Regions from separate parts of the Zea mays genome. Here regions 1 and 3 are each linked to region 2. The links are chromatin contacts, called in public Hi-C maps. All regions are on one chromosome and are shown on one strand. The core of a region is the stretch at or near the end of the contact, and the rest is flanking DNA. Distances in the headings are between cores, read along the strand shown. Region 1 holds the start of LOC100193741 (Major facilitator superfamily protein). Region 2 holds the start of LOC100278886 (MND1-interacting protein 1). Region 3 holds the start of LOC100276763 (CD2-binding protein-related).

Region 1 (4,121 bases), core at 276-2,775, 450 kb after region 2:
AAGTCTAAGATATTGGACAACCAAGGCATGTAGCGTGACAACAGTCGACATATGCTACAAAGTTGATGGTGGTGGTGTGTCACCTCGGCTGGTACAGGGCTCGGAAGGCACTCGCATTCTCTCGCCCTTCTCGGTCTGACGCTTGGTGCGGGTACCTCTCGACTTGGAGCTGCTCCGCTTGGGCTTCTTTCTCCGCTTGTGTGCTCTCTCCCTATATGTATCTAGCGGTATACTATCTATGTCGCCTCCAAATGCCCAGGTCTTCGTCGTGTCCTTCTCCAGCAACGAATAGGTATGCCCGCCTCTTTCCTTCCCTTCCTGCTCTACGAAACCTTAGAAGTGGGAGAGGCGAGCGATGGGGGTCCTTGATTTGCTGTCTATGATACCCGTTCGATGGCTCAACATCGCCTGTCTACATGGCCTTTCCCTTATAACTGTATCGACTCGGTATGCTTCTAGCACTTCTATGTACCTATCACCTATCCTTGTGTCATTGCAAAAATTATTGTGTTGTTCCTCTGTTGTTTTAGGTGTTAGTTTTTTGTTGTGTTAAGGACTGAACATAATTTAGGTGTATTAATACTTTATTTATTGTCTGCACATGGTTTATGTTCTTCTGATGATGGCTCATGAATCCTGTAAAATATGTGTTAGGATTTGGAGCTCAATGCGGGCACTACCACATGGTGCTCGTCCCTTGTGTTCTTGGCTCTTGTATGCATTAGGTTTATAAGTTTGAGTTCATGTGACTTATTTTAGAAACTTGAGCTCATAAACTTTCTCTTATTTAGTCTTTGTACGGTGGAATTATGTCATTCTATAATTTCTGTTCGTTTAGTCAGTCATTGTGAACTCTCTTTAAATCGCTCCCTTCATTGACCGTGTTGTAACAAGACATATTGGATGAAGTAAATAACAACATCAGTTAGTCAAATTAAAAAAAATATTATGCGGAGAGTGGAGACAATAATAAAAAATCTTAAGATCTTTTTGGTGGATAATTTACGTGAGTATTGTTGTGAGCCGTCGCAATGCACGATCAACCGACTAGTAGTATTTAAATTTGTCCTGTGCTGCGTCGTTGTATATGACTTTTAACTGCTTTTCAGTCCGAAAACTAAACGTATGTACTGCAGAAATACCCTCAGCGCGAGGGCGCGCGCATACGTAGCATCGTACAAATAGTTTTCTCGTCGTTCACCCAAAAAAAAACAATCGCGCGACACCGTCCTCTGCATCCAACTCCTGTATAGGCTCTGCCTGTGTTACTGACAAGTCGGGACCCATGGGGTTTCAGTTAACCAACCAATGGGAAGCTCCCCAACTACCTCGCCTAGCTCGCTCGTCGCTAGTCGCTTTTGCCTGCTTGCCCAACTTGCCAGCGTACCTGACTCCATCACTGACATAACATCCCACATGTAAGATGGCCCACGTGTCATATGCTACACGGCTATACTCGAACCAAAGACGAGCGGTAAATATAAAAATTCTCCCGAGGAGAGAAGACCCAGATCGCCCGCCGGTGGCTTGGCTACTTGCTTGCTTGCTGAGTTGCTGACTAATGGCGGCCATTCCGAGCGGAGCGATAGCCCAAGCCGGAGCTGAGCGTCCGGCGGCCTGAACAGGAGAGGCGAGAGAGAGAGGGTGCAGGTACCAGAAGAATGGGTCCGCCGCCGGAGAAGCGGCGGACGCTGGTGCTGGTGAACCTGGCGTCCATCATGGAGCGCGCCGACGAGGCGCTGCTGCCGGCGGTGTACCGGGAGGTGGGCGCCGCGCTGCACGCCACGCCCACGGGGCTCGGCGCCCTCACGCTGTACCGCTCCATCGTGCAGGCCGCCTGCTACCCGGTGGCGGCCTACGCCGCGTCGCGCCACAACCGCGCCCACGTCATCGCGCTGGGGGCCTTCCTCTGGGCCGCCGCCACCTTCCTCGTCGCCGTCTCCGACACCTTCCTCCAGGTCAGCCGCCCGACCGCCACTGGATATGCCTTTGCTAATTGTTCCGTTTGTTGCAAGAATACATAGCGAGTGCTTGCTGTGTGCTGCTGCGGTTAGAAAGTTCAGATTGTTTCAGCTGTCTGTCTTTCGGTTTGACTCCAAGTAGTGTGTCCCATGTCCAACATTTTCCTGCTGTTGGTTCATCATCCTCAACCAAGTAGGTGGGGTTACTCCGTAATTTTCCAGCAAAGTACAGCGGTTAAATTTTGCTGAAGGGTGCGGGATTTTTTTTCTCAAGAAATCATATCGGTATCGAGCTTGTGAAAAGTATGCTTGAGGCCGTGAATCATGGGAGGAGAATGACAAAAGGCCGTTTTGGCCAATCTTTCGTTTTCGAAGTGGAATTTTTATACCTGACACTTGACTAAGGAACAACCTAGAAGCAATCCCTTATTATCATCTCTTGAATTCTTTCACTCGACGTATAATGACAGGACAAAGAAGAGTATTTCCTCCTCACAACGATGGTGGTGTCTGACACCGATATGCCGTTGACTTTCAGTATCTTTTGGATTAAGGCAAGATCTACCTTTTCGGTCTATATATACTGCCCACCACATTAGTCATCGATCATATTACCATCAGTGTTATCAATCGTTGTCTGCTCGTATTTATCATAGCACTCTAGTGTATATATACCATCAACGGTAACATTAACCTTTCTTTTACATACTCTCATTTAATACCAAACACGACGTTTTGCTTGAAAAAAATTAATCAAGCACATAATTTAATAAATCATAATTCGAACAAATAAATAAAATGCAAAAAATAAAATAAAACTACATAGTTTTTTTAAAAAATAAAAGTACTTCTCATTGTCATCCTCATCGTACTATTCCTCATTTATATTTAATTGTTTGACCATTTTTATGGCTAACCTTTAAGCTCTTTTCATGTCATCATCCAAGTTAGCGGTTGATTGATCCAACAACTTGGTGATATGGTTGTACAATTTTGATTGATTTATCTCCTCGTTGGCCTTGTAGAGTTTTTCACCATGCTCTTCTTGGTAGGGGACTCCTTGATAGCCCTTACCTTAGTGTAGTGCTCTTGTCCTATCATGGCTAGTATAGCGTGTCGATTCAACACTATCCAGCGTGTGGAGCTATAATCGCCATCCATATTGAGACAAGATCATTTGCTCGTATCGCTGGAGTCGTCATCACTAAGTCGTATGCATCTCTTGGGTAGATAACGGAGAGCGTGTCACATGTGCTCCACCTTGGCATCCATTTCACTGATCTTGTTGTGGAAGCTCTCTTTTGCCACTTTGAGTAGCATATTATCATCTATCCACTTGTCCAGACCGCGGACAATCAGTAGCAAATGATGTTGAAGAGGGTGGCTTTTGAATTGCTCGTAAACCATCAATTGTTGAGCTGCTTTATCCGTACGGTGTTAACGAGGTTCTGTGGTAGAGTTGTACATAACACTATTTGGCCCCAAAAAGGCCGATCATTTTTTGTTGTGCCCCCAGGGTCAACAGAGTGCAGTAGCAATGCATACAACCATATATTTATGAAATAAAAAAAAGTTCTCGGCTTAAATTAAGTGTGAAACTTATAAAGGTATATGTGTACTTACTAGTCTATCGTCTTCTATCGTAGTCTAGTCCCGTCGTTGTTGAAAATGTGAGCCACTGAAGTACATGGACCGATTGGAGGCTGTATCTCTGTGGCTGCTTAGTGGCACTACCGTGCTTGGGGGACAACGAAATGGAGCATGAGCACCATATGTAAAAAGACCACCATACAACGAAATGGAGCATGAGCACCATATGTAAAAAGACTACCATGATACGGAGGAAACGTAGGAGGAGCACCATAAGGCTATCTCCAACAGATTCTATATCTCACTCACTCCTTATTTTAAACTCCTGCAAATAGTTCAATATACAGTACTTTTCACGGCCGTTTACATGGCCTGCTGGGATGGCCTAAGGAGGAGCATATGGATGAGGAACACCATATGATCCATGAGGAGGAGGACCGGATATCCGTATGGGTACGAAGGAGGATACATATAAGCAAAAGATTGTGTAGGAGGAGCGGCAATGCACTGCTAGTAAAACACCATCTTGCAATGGACAAAAATTATTGCAAAAAGTCATAAATCGTGGTG
Region 2 (3,852 bases), core at 749-3,248:
GTGTCAGAAAATCCATGATACTGAGGTGATGTGACATGTGACAGTGCAATGCAACTAGCTTAGATCATGAACCATGTGTTAGGAAATTGATGAATTAGTTCAGTCTCTTGGTGAATGCGCCAATGGCAGCGGACACCACACCGTGCAGTGGCGTGGAATTGGGGCAACATCCAACGAGAGCATGAGGGCATCAATTCGTTTCTTAGGTCCACATTGATTTATTTCTCAGTCTCGGATATATAGTATACAATATACTTGATGCATATTTGATACTTGGGCTGAGGCCCCATACCTTTAGGGGCCTAGGGTAGCTACCCCATGCCCCTCTATAGGGCTAGCCATGGTTGAAGAAATCGAACCGCTGTAGAACCTCTTCGAAGGCAGATATGATGTTGGGCTCCATGACTCTCTATTGGATCGTTGGAGTCCAATAGATTGACTATGCGATGGTGTGGGATGTAGGGTGGGTTTTCGGTAGCTTTTGGTACCGAGTTGTTAACCATCTACTCCTATGCAATCTAGGGAAGGAGATTGAGAACAGAGATAGGTTCCTTCATACTAGCAAGGTGAGAACCTGATGGGAGGTAGAAGAACTTGACTTCTCTTGGGTGCCTCCACCATCCACTATCCTCTTAGTCTGTATCCAGCAGCTCGCCTATTCCATCCCTTATCCTACTTTCTATTTCAAACTCCACTCTGCAAACAATGTCATCTACAGTGCAAATCATTGTTTTACACGACGATATGCACGATCTGCTAGATACAACCTTACACACGCACATAGGAGACACCGTCACACATAGGAGACACCCACTACAGTTTGCTTAGGCTGACTCCAACAGAGTACATATCAAGGCACCTAAAACCATTATATAAATATAAATGATACTATAACATTTTTAACAGGTAACCTATACTAGATACCATTTTAGATGCGATGTGGGAGAATACCTTTATATAGATGATCATCTTCTCAATTATATACTACCTCTGTTCTCGAATATTTGTCACCCGCTAGTTTATTTTTTAACTAAACCACGACAAAAAAAGATCGGAGAGAGTATTTGGGTACCTGGTTGGACACGATAATATTTAGGTATCTTCTTTTGGCTAACCGCGTAATCCAAATGTGTGTTTAGATTCCATTTTTGCACGTTCTCGTTGGAGTTAGCCTTAGACTATCTTCAACAGCTTACACATTCATGTCTCTATATTTAAATGCATTCTGTGAACTATATAATTTACAGTACAAAATAGTGGTTTAGATGATTAGAGCAACTCCAATAGTTCTCTAAACAACTCTCTAAATCTTAAATATAAAAAGTGAACAGAAAAATACTTCCCCAATGGTTTTCTAAATAGACTTGCTAAATTTACTAAGTTGCTATTCAACTCTATTTACTCTTCAAATTTAGCAACTCGATACGAACTCCCTAAATGCATTTGGCGTTAATTTCTTCACACTAGCGTGATTATTTTTTCCCTTTCCCACACACTGAGGTAGCCAGGTATAGCACACTCTTCTTCCACTTTCTAGCATAGTGAGGTAGCTAGGTCAAACGCGTGTGACACACGTTTCTCCTTCACCGTCGAACCCAACTTCCTCATAGGTTGCGCCACCGGACCACCACTCCTTCATAGTTAATGTCGACCGGCCTTTTCTCTTCTGTCCTCGACATCCTCTGCTCTCAACCTTATTGTCAGCCAGATCTCATGCGAGGCAGGGCTGCCAAAGCTAGATTCAAAATACTTCCTAAATATGAGCAACTATTGGAGACTAAGTTGTTTTTTTACTTTCAATAGCTATTTAGCAACTTACTAAACATGATTTTAACAAGCTCTTTTTTAGAGAACTATTGGAGTTGCTCTTATATAGTTAAACTGCTGGACACAGTTCCATGAAAGTTAACGAATCGACCTCTCGTGCTCTTCTTGGGCTTAGGCTTGGGCTTGCCCTACAGCAGCAACCGGAGATCGGTGGGATGCGGAAGCAGTAACACAAACAAACCCAAGCCCTAAGTTATCCAGCTTGAAGGACTAAAAAGCCCAATCGAGCCCAGCAGCAAGGCCTTCGTTCCCCTTCCGGTCTTCTTGTTCCTCGCTTCCGTCCACTCGCCATTTTCCTCGCACTCGCACACATCGACGTGGTCTCCGCGCCGCCGCACCCCCATCACAGCCAACCAGCACCTCCGATCCATCCTCCAAACCCTATTACCACCGCTCCCGCCGCCCCCGACTCGCGCTCGGATGGCAGGGCAACCCCGCGAGCGTGGTAGCCGCTCGTCCCGGAAGGGCCGGTCCGCCCGCGCGGGGCTTGCACAGGCGCCCCCGCCGGCCTCCGATCCCGATCTGACCGTCGGAGAGGATGCCGCGCCGTGGCTCCGCGCCACGGCGGACGAGCTTGAGGAGCGCCTGCTGAAGAGGCTGGATGAGGCGTACGCGGCGGCCCTGGCCCGCCTCGCCGACCTCGGCCACGGCGAGGAGGCATCCCTCGAGGCCGTTCTCCACTCGGGCCACTGTTACGGCAAGCTCAACGATCCCGTTTCCAACATCGTGGCCAACGCCCGCGCCTACCTCTCCGATCCTGGCCACGCCAGCGCGGCCGGCGGCTTCGCCGACCTCCGACGCCTCGAGGAATACTCCCTCGCGGGGCTTGTCTGCCTCCTCCAGAGCAGCCGCCCTACCCTCACCCGCGCCGAGGCCTTGTGGTGCCTTCTCTCCAGTGACCTCCGTATTGAAGAGGCGATCGCCATAAGCAGCTCTTTCAATGGTGAACCCTCATCTATTGCTGAGAGTGAGGAGCACCTCCCAGCCGTGGCAGAGACCGCACAGCGTGGATACATCCACTATCATAACACCACAGCCACAGCTGCTCAGGACCCCACTCTTTTTGACCCAGAAGCCTTCATGAGACTTGCGATATGCCAGGGTCCCGCTGCAGCCACCATCTCCTGCCTGAAGGCCGCCGGGTGGTCACGATCTAGTGGCGCCGCACCAGAAGGGCAGCCCAGGGAATCGTTTACCAAGAAGCTCTCCACTGAGGAACTCATCGAGTCTGTTGTTGCGGAGCTTGAGGCACTGGACATTGACAAGAAGGATCCACCAGATGCGAACCCTGACCCAAAGAACCAGATGGCGCGTGAACTCATTAAGCAGACAAGAGAGATGGAGACGCAGCTTAAGGAGCGAAAGGAATGGGCACAGGGAAAGGCGATACAGGCTGCTCGCAAGCTTGGTGCTGATCTTACTGAGCTGCGTGTGCTGCGGATGGAACATGATGAGAACCAGCGGCGTAAGAAGGAAAAACAGGTGATGGAGGATGACACAATGAAGCGCCTTGCTCATCTGGAGAATGAGCTGAAGAAAAAGAGTGGGCAGCTTGACAGGAGTAATGCAACAGTTCAGAGGCTGGAAATGGAGAATGCAGAGATACGTGCTGAGATGGAAGCTGCAAAACTGAGTGCATCAGAGACTGAAAAACAATGCCAGGGTCTCTTAAGGAAAGAGAAGAAGGATAGCAAAAGGCTTGAAGTCTGGGAGCGCCAGAAAGCGAAGCTGAAGGAGGACATTGCTGAATGCAAGACAAATATTACACAAGCTGAAAGGGAGCTTGCTGAGGTCAACAAGGCAATAAAAAATATGGAGGTTAGGAAGAACTCGCACATTCATCATTTCGATTCTTTTATACTATAATTCCATATGTTTCTGTTTTGTTATGTATTAGGTGGTAAGACTCTTATGTCAGAAGCTTTCTACTAGGATAGATTGAATATCTATGCTTCAGCATAGCTGTATGAGACTACTGTTGTGGTGTGTTTTGTATATTCATTCATAGGACTAGCACATCCAGCC
Region 3 (4,083 bases), core at 1,390-3,889, 300 kb after region 2:
GGGACGCCACAACGTGGAGTAGGCAAGTGTTGTACTTGGCCGAACCACGGGATAAACCACCGTGTCTCTTGTGCTTGTTCTCACTATGACTATTGTGTTTCACAAGAGCTCGGTCCCTAGTCGCTTGATTTCATTGTGCTAACACTTAATCAAGTTTTGTGGCTTTAAGTTTCAAGTTTTTACAGGATCACCTATTCGCCCCCCCCTCTAGGTGCTTTCAGCAGCTGAATTACATCCTATCATCAAGCCTTGGCCTTTCAGAGGATGAGGATTAGACTTTATAGGAGAAATTCATCCTTCATCATCAAAGGGGCATCAGTTCGTGTTAATTGCCACTGACTACTTTACCAAATGAACCGAAGTCATTGCTCTAAAGAACATGACACATTGGGAGGTAATTGAGTTCATAACTGAACATATTATTCATAGATTCGACATTCCCTAGACCTTGACTACAGATCAAGGGGCTTCTTTTATGTCGAAGGAGGTACGTGAGTTTGCTGAATCATATAGAATTAAATTGCTCAATTCGTCTCCATATTATGCTCAGGCCAATGGACAGGACGAGTCTAGTAATAGAACATTGATTAACTTCATAAAAAAGAAAATATCTGATAATCCTAAGTATTGACATAAGATTTTGTCCGAAGCTTTGTGGGCTCACAGAATATCTAACCACCGTGCTACTAAAGTTTCTCCATTTGAGCTTGTCTATGGGCAGGAAGCAGTTTTACCCGTGGAGATAAGTTTAAATGCTATCAGGATCGCCAGGCAAAATGGCTTAACTATCAGTGATTATTATAATTTGATGATGGACAATATTGATGAGGTGACCGATGAAAGAGTGGCAGCCTTAGGAGAAATATAAAAGGACAAGATCATGGTAGCCAATGCCTACAACAGGAAAGTCAAAGCTAAATCATTTCAGGTAGGTGACCTGGTGTGGAAGACCATCTTGCCTCTAAGAAACAAAGACCAGAAGTTTGGGAAGTGGTCACGAAGCTCGGAGGGTCCATACAAAGTAACACAAGTAATATATGGTAACACCTATTTACTGTAAACATTGCAAGGCAAAGATTTGTCCAAGGCTTTAAATGCACGTTTTCTCAAGCAGTACCATCCTAGTATGTGACAATATGTTTAAGAAAACTGATGTGATCATATTGAGTTAGTTGCTTTTGGTTTGCTCAGCTCCACCAAAAAGCAGGGGGCATATGTTGAGCACCAAGTTGAGGCCGGACAGTCCGGACGGTCCGCGCCGCTGGTTCGGACGGTCCGCGCGCGCAGAACCGATTAGGGTTCCGAGTTTCTTGCTGTGTTTGTTGGCTAGATTCACGAAATTAGCTCGAGGAGTTTGTTTGTAACGGGTCCAGCCCCCCTCCTCTATAAATACAGAGGAATACGTCCGATTTGTAATCATCAATCGAATCAATAACCGGTTTATCTCGCATTTATTTCTTGTACATTTAGGAGTAGTTGTAGTCTAGTTCTAGCTTAGCCTTCTAATCCCTAAATTCTCCGCTTCTCTTCGACTCTACGTCGATTAGAGGAGTCTAGGTTGGCCTGCCGAACCTAGACAACACCTAGGATCTCTCATCCCCGACGGGACCCCTACCGGGAGCGAGATCCAGGCGCCGCCGGTGACTTTCACCGTCCCTGCGCACGCGCGGACCGTCCGGCCGTCAGACAGAAAACCCTAAACCCTACTCCAGGTTGCGGACTGTTCGCGCCTGTGAAGAGAGCACCGCCGCCTGTTCTCACGCAGTGATTGGCGCCCAAAAATGGCACCACCAACCGGTTTTAAGGATCTCTCACGAATTTTTGTATCAAATGTTTTGGTTTTGCAAGAACAAAGTATATATGGTCTCGGTATCTCAGGCGTTTGAAGACGAGACAACATTTTTTTTGCTCCACTGTCCTCTAAAGATTTGTCAATCTAGCTTAAACTTTAAATAAAAATCATACAAATAATTGGTGCTATATTTTTCGGAAAGTGCTATATTTTTTCTTCACACGTGCTTGCGTTTTACTTAGTATTATAATAAATCTTCGAGCTATACAAGTTATCATGACTGTATAAGAGCAACTTCAATAAGTCCCAAAACATAAAAATTAGGTTTTCTTTAAAATATTAAACCCCTAAAAAAGTTTATAGTCCAATAACTATCAATAATTTCCTTAAAATCGTTTTGAATGGGTCACTGCGGGTCTTCTACTGCCGCATGCAAGGCAATAGCAGCAGTCGGTCATGGAGCAGGCTAGCAACGCGGGCTAAACTAGATGGTGGGCCCCATGACGAGCGCTCCCAGCAGAGGCGCGAAGGCAACGTGGGAAAAGGAAATTCTGACGCTTCTGAGTTGCGGGCGTTGGCGAAAATATGCGCAGCGTAGAGCTCGGTTTACGAGTGCGGATTGGGAGCGGGTCTAGAGAGCTATTGAAGCTATGTTTTTCTTTTTTCTTCTGTAATATAGTTTATGAATCGAATATGCAGATTTGTTGGAGTTGCTCTAATATATTTATTCAGTTATATTGTAGAGACACATTTGCTAGTAGAAAAATAAAGTCACCACCAACCAAACACTCCAAAATAAACTGCTTGCCCACCTAGGCCCATCCACGCAGCCCAAACCAGTTTAGAGTTCGAACTCCGTTGGGTTCGTCTCGTTTTGGTCCCACGTTCTCGCAGCTGACGCCGCCCCGTTCGCCTCCGTCGCCGCCGCCATCGCCACCGCCGAACCATGGAGACCACGGAGCCGTCGCGTGGCACCAAGCGCCCTCTCACCGCCACTGCAGGCGATGACGACGATGCTGGCCTGTAAGGCGGCCCGACACCTCTCCCTTGCTTTCCCTCTCGTCAAGTTATCCTGGTTAGGGTTTTGGTCTCACGCCCTAGCAGGGCTCACGTTGATTTTGTGTCTGTCGCCGCGCTCGCAGGGAGCGCAAGCCGCGGTTCCCTAAGGGGAAGAAGGCCAAGTACCGCGACGTCGGTGCGGAGGGAGGCCCCTCTGGCAACGCTGTGGACCTCGACAGCATGCTGAATCCGGAGCTTGCGGCGGAGCGGCGGGCGCGGCAGCGCCACGTCCAGCTCAAGGAGGGAGACGACGCGAAGGGAGGTGCCGCTGAGGTGAAGGGCTTCGAAGTCCGCTACAACGTATGCGCTGCTTCTCTGCTTGCCTCTTTTCCCCTGTTTATTAACATTGACAGCAAATGAATGCTAGGTGAGCTGTGTTTTGGCTCTCAACAGGACAGTGTTAACTTTGTTGACGATGGTATACGGATAGAGCCGTTTAACTTGGAGCGAGAAAGGGAAGAAGGGTATTTCGATGAGAATGGGAACTTTGTGGAGTATGCAAGAGGCAATGAGATTAAGGTATGAAGGTTTTCCGTTTAGCATCGTTAACATTATAGTATAAGAAGTTATCATTGGTGACACAAGCAGGTTTGTCTTGTAGGATGCTTGGTTGGACAGTGTGGAAGTTGACCCAACATATGCTGCAAAGGTTCAGAACAAAGGCAAAGAGAAAGTAGACGAGTTTGAGGACCTCTCTTCCGATGACATTGGGAGGCTAAAAAGGCAGATAGCAAACTTGCTTGAGCCAGGAGAAACGGTGTGTTTTTGTTGCATCATTTGCAAATATTTATGCAGTCCATTTTTTGTCCTTTATTGTTCAACAATTTATAGCATTTAGTTCCTGTGTCTACTTTACTGACTTACTATTTTGGGCTTAGCTACTGAATTATACTTGGTTTCCTCAATGGATTCCCATATATCAAAATATCTAAACTTACAACACTAAATATTGTACAACGACTGCTAGATAATGCAAGCCTTGAAAAGGTTGAAGGGTACATCCACGGATAAACGTGGAAAGATGGCTGAGGGGACTAAACGTATATTTGATGAATTGACTGAAGCTGCCATGAAGCTAATGGAGAACGGCGATTATAGTATGCTTTTCTTTGTTTAAATTTTACTCCCTCCATCCCAAATTATAAGTCATTCCAACTTTCTTGGAGAGTAAAAGCATCTAAAGTTTGACCAAATTTATATGATAAAATAATAACGTATGGGACCAACTAAGC

What was found. Hi-C and Micro-C count contacts between places; a contact is called where the count stands out from the background.
Region 1: a contact with region 2 is called in a Hi-C map of leaf, with 8 times the contacts expected there. The contact joins the promoter of LOC100193741 here to the promoter of LOC100278886 in region 2. A contact is called at or near these places in 4 of 25 Hi-C or Micro-C datasets (ear, leaf and tassel).
Region 3: a contact with region 2 is called in a Hi-C map of leaf, with 3 times the contacts expected there. The contact joins the promoter of LOC100276763 here to the promoter of LOC100278886 in region 2. A contact is called at or near these places in 6 of 25 Hi-C or Micro-C datasets (bundle sheath, ear, endosperm and 2 more).

The regions. Positions count from the first base shown.
Region 1 is chr7:105,460,723-105,464,843 of Zm-B73-REFERENCE-NAM-5.0, reverse strand. LOC100193741 (Major facilitator superfamily protein) reads left to right here and starts at 1,525. Exons shown (of 3, transcript NM_001138828.1): 1 at 1,525-1,958. The coding sequence starts at 1,662.
Region 2 is chr7:105,910,648-105,914,499 of Zm-B73-REFERENCE-NAM-5.0, reverse strand. LOC100278886 (MND1-interacting protein 1) reads left to right here and starts at 1,998. Exons shown (of 2, transcript NM_001152018.2): 1 at 1,998-3,645. The coding sequence starts at 2,248.
Region 3 is chr7:105,611,336-105,615,418 of Zm-B73-REFERENCE-NAM-5.0, reverse strand. LOC100276763 (CD2-binding protein-related) reads left to right here and starts at 2,639. Exons shown (of 10, transcript NM_001150478.1): 1 at 2,639-2,815; 2 at 2,935-3,151; 3 at 3,245-3,370; 4 at 3,453-3,608; 5 at 3,819-3,948. The coding sequence starts at 2,739.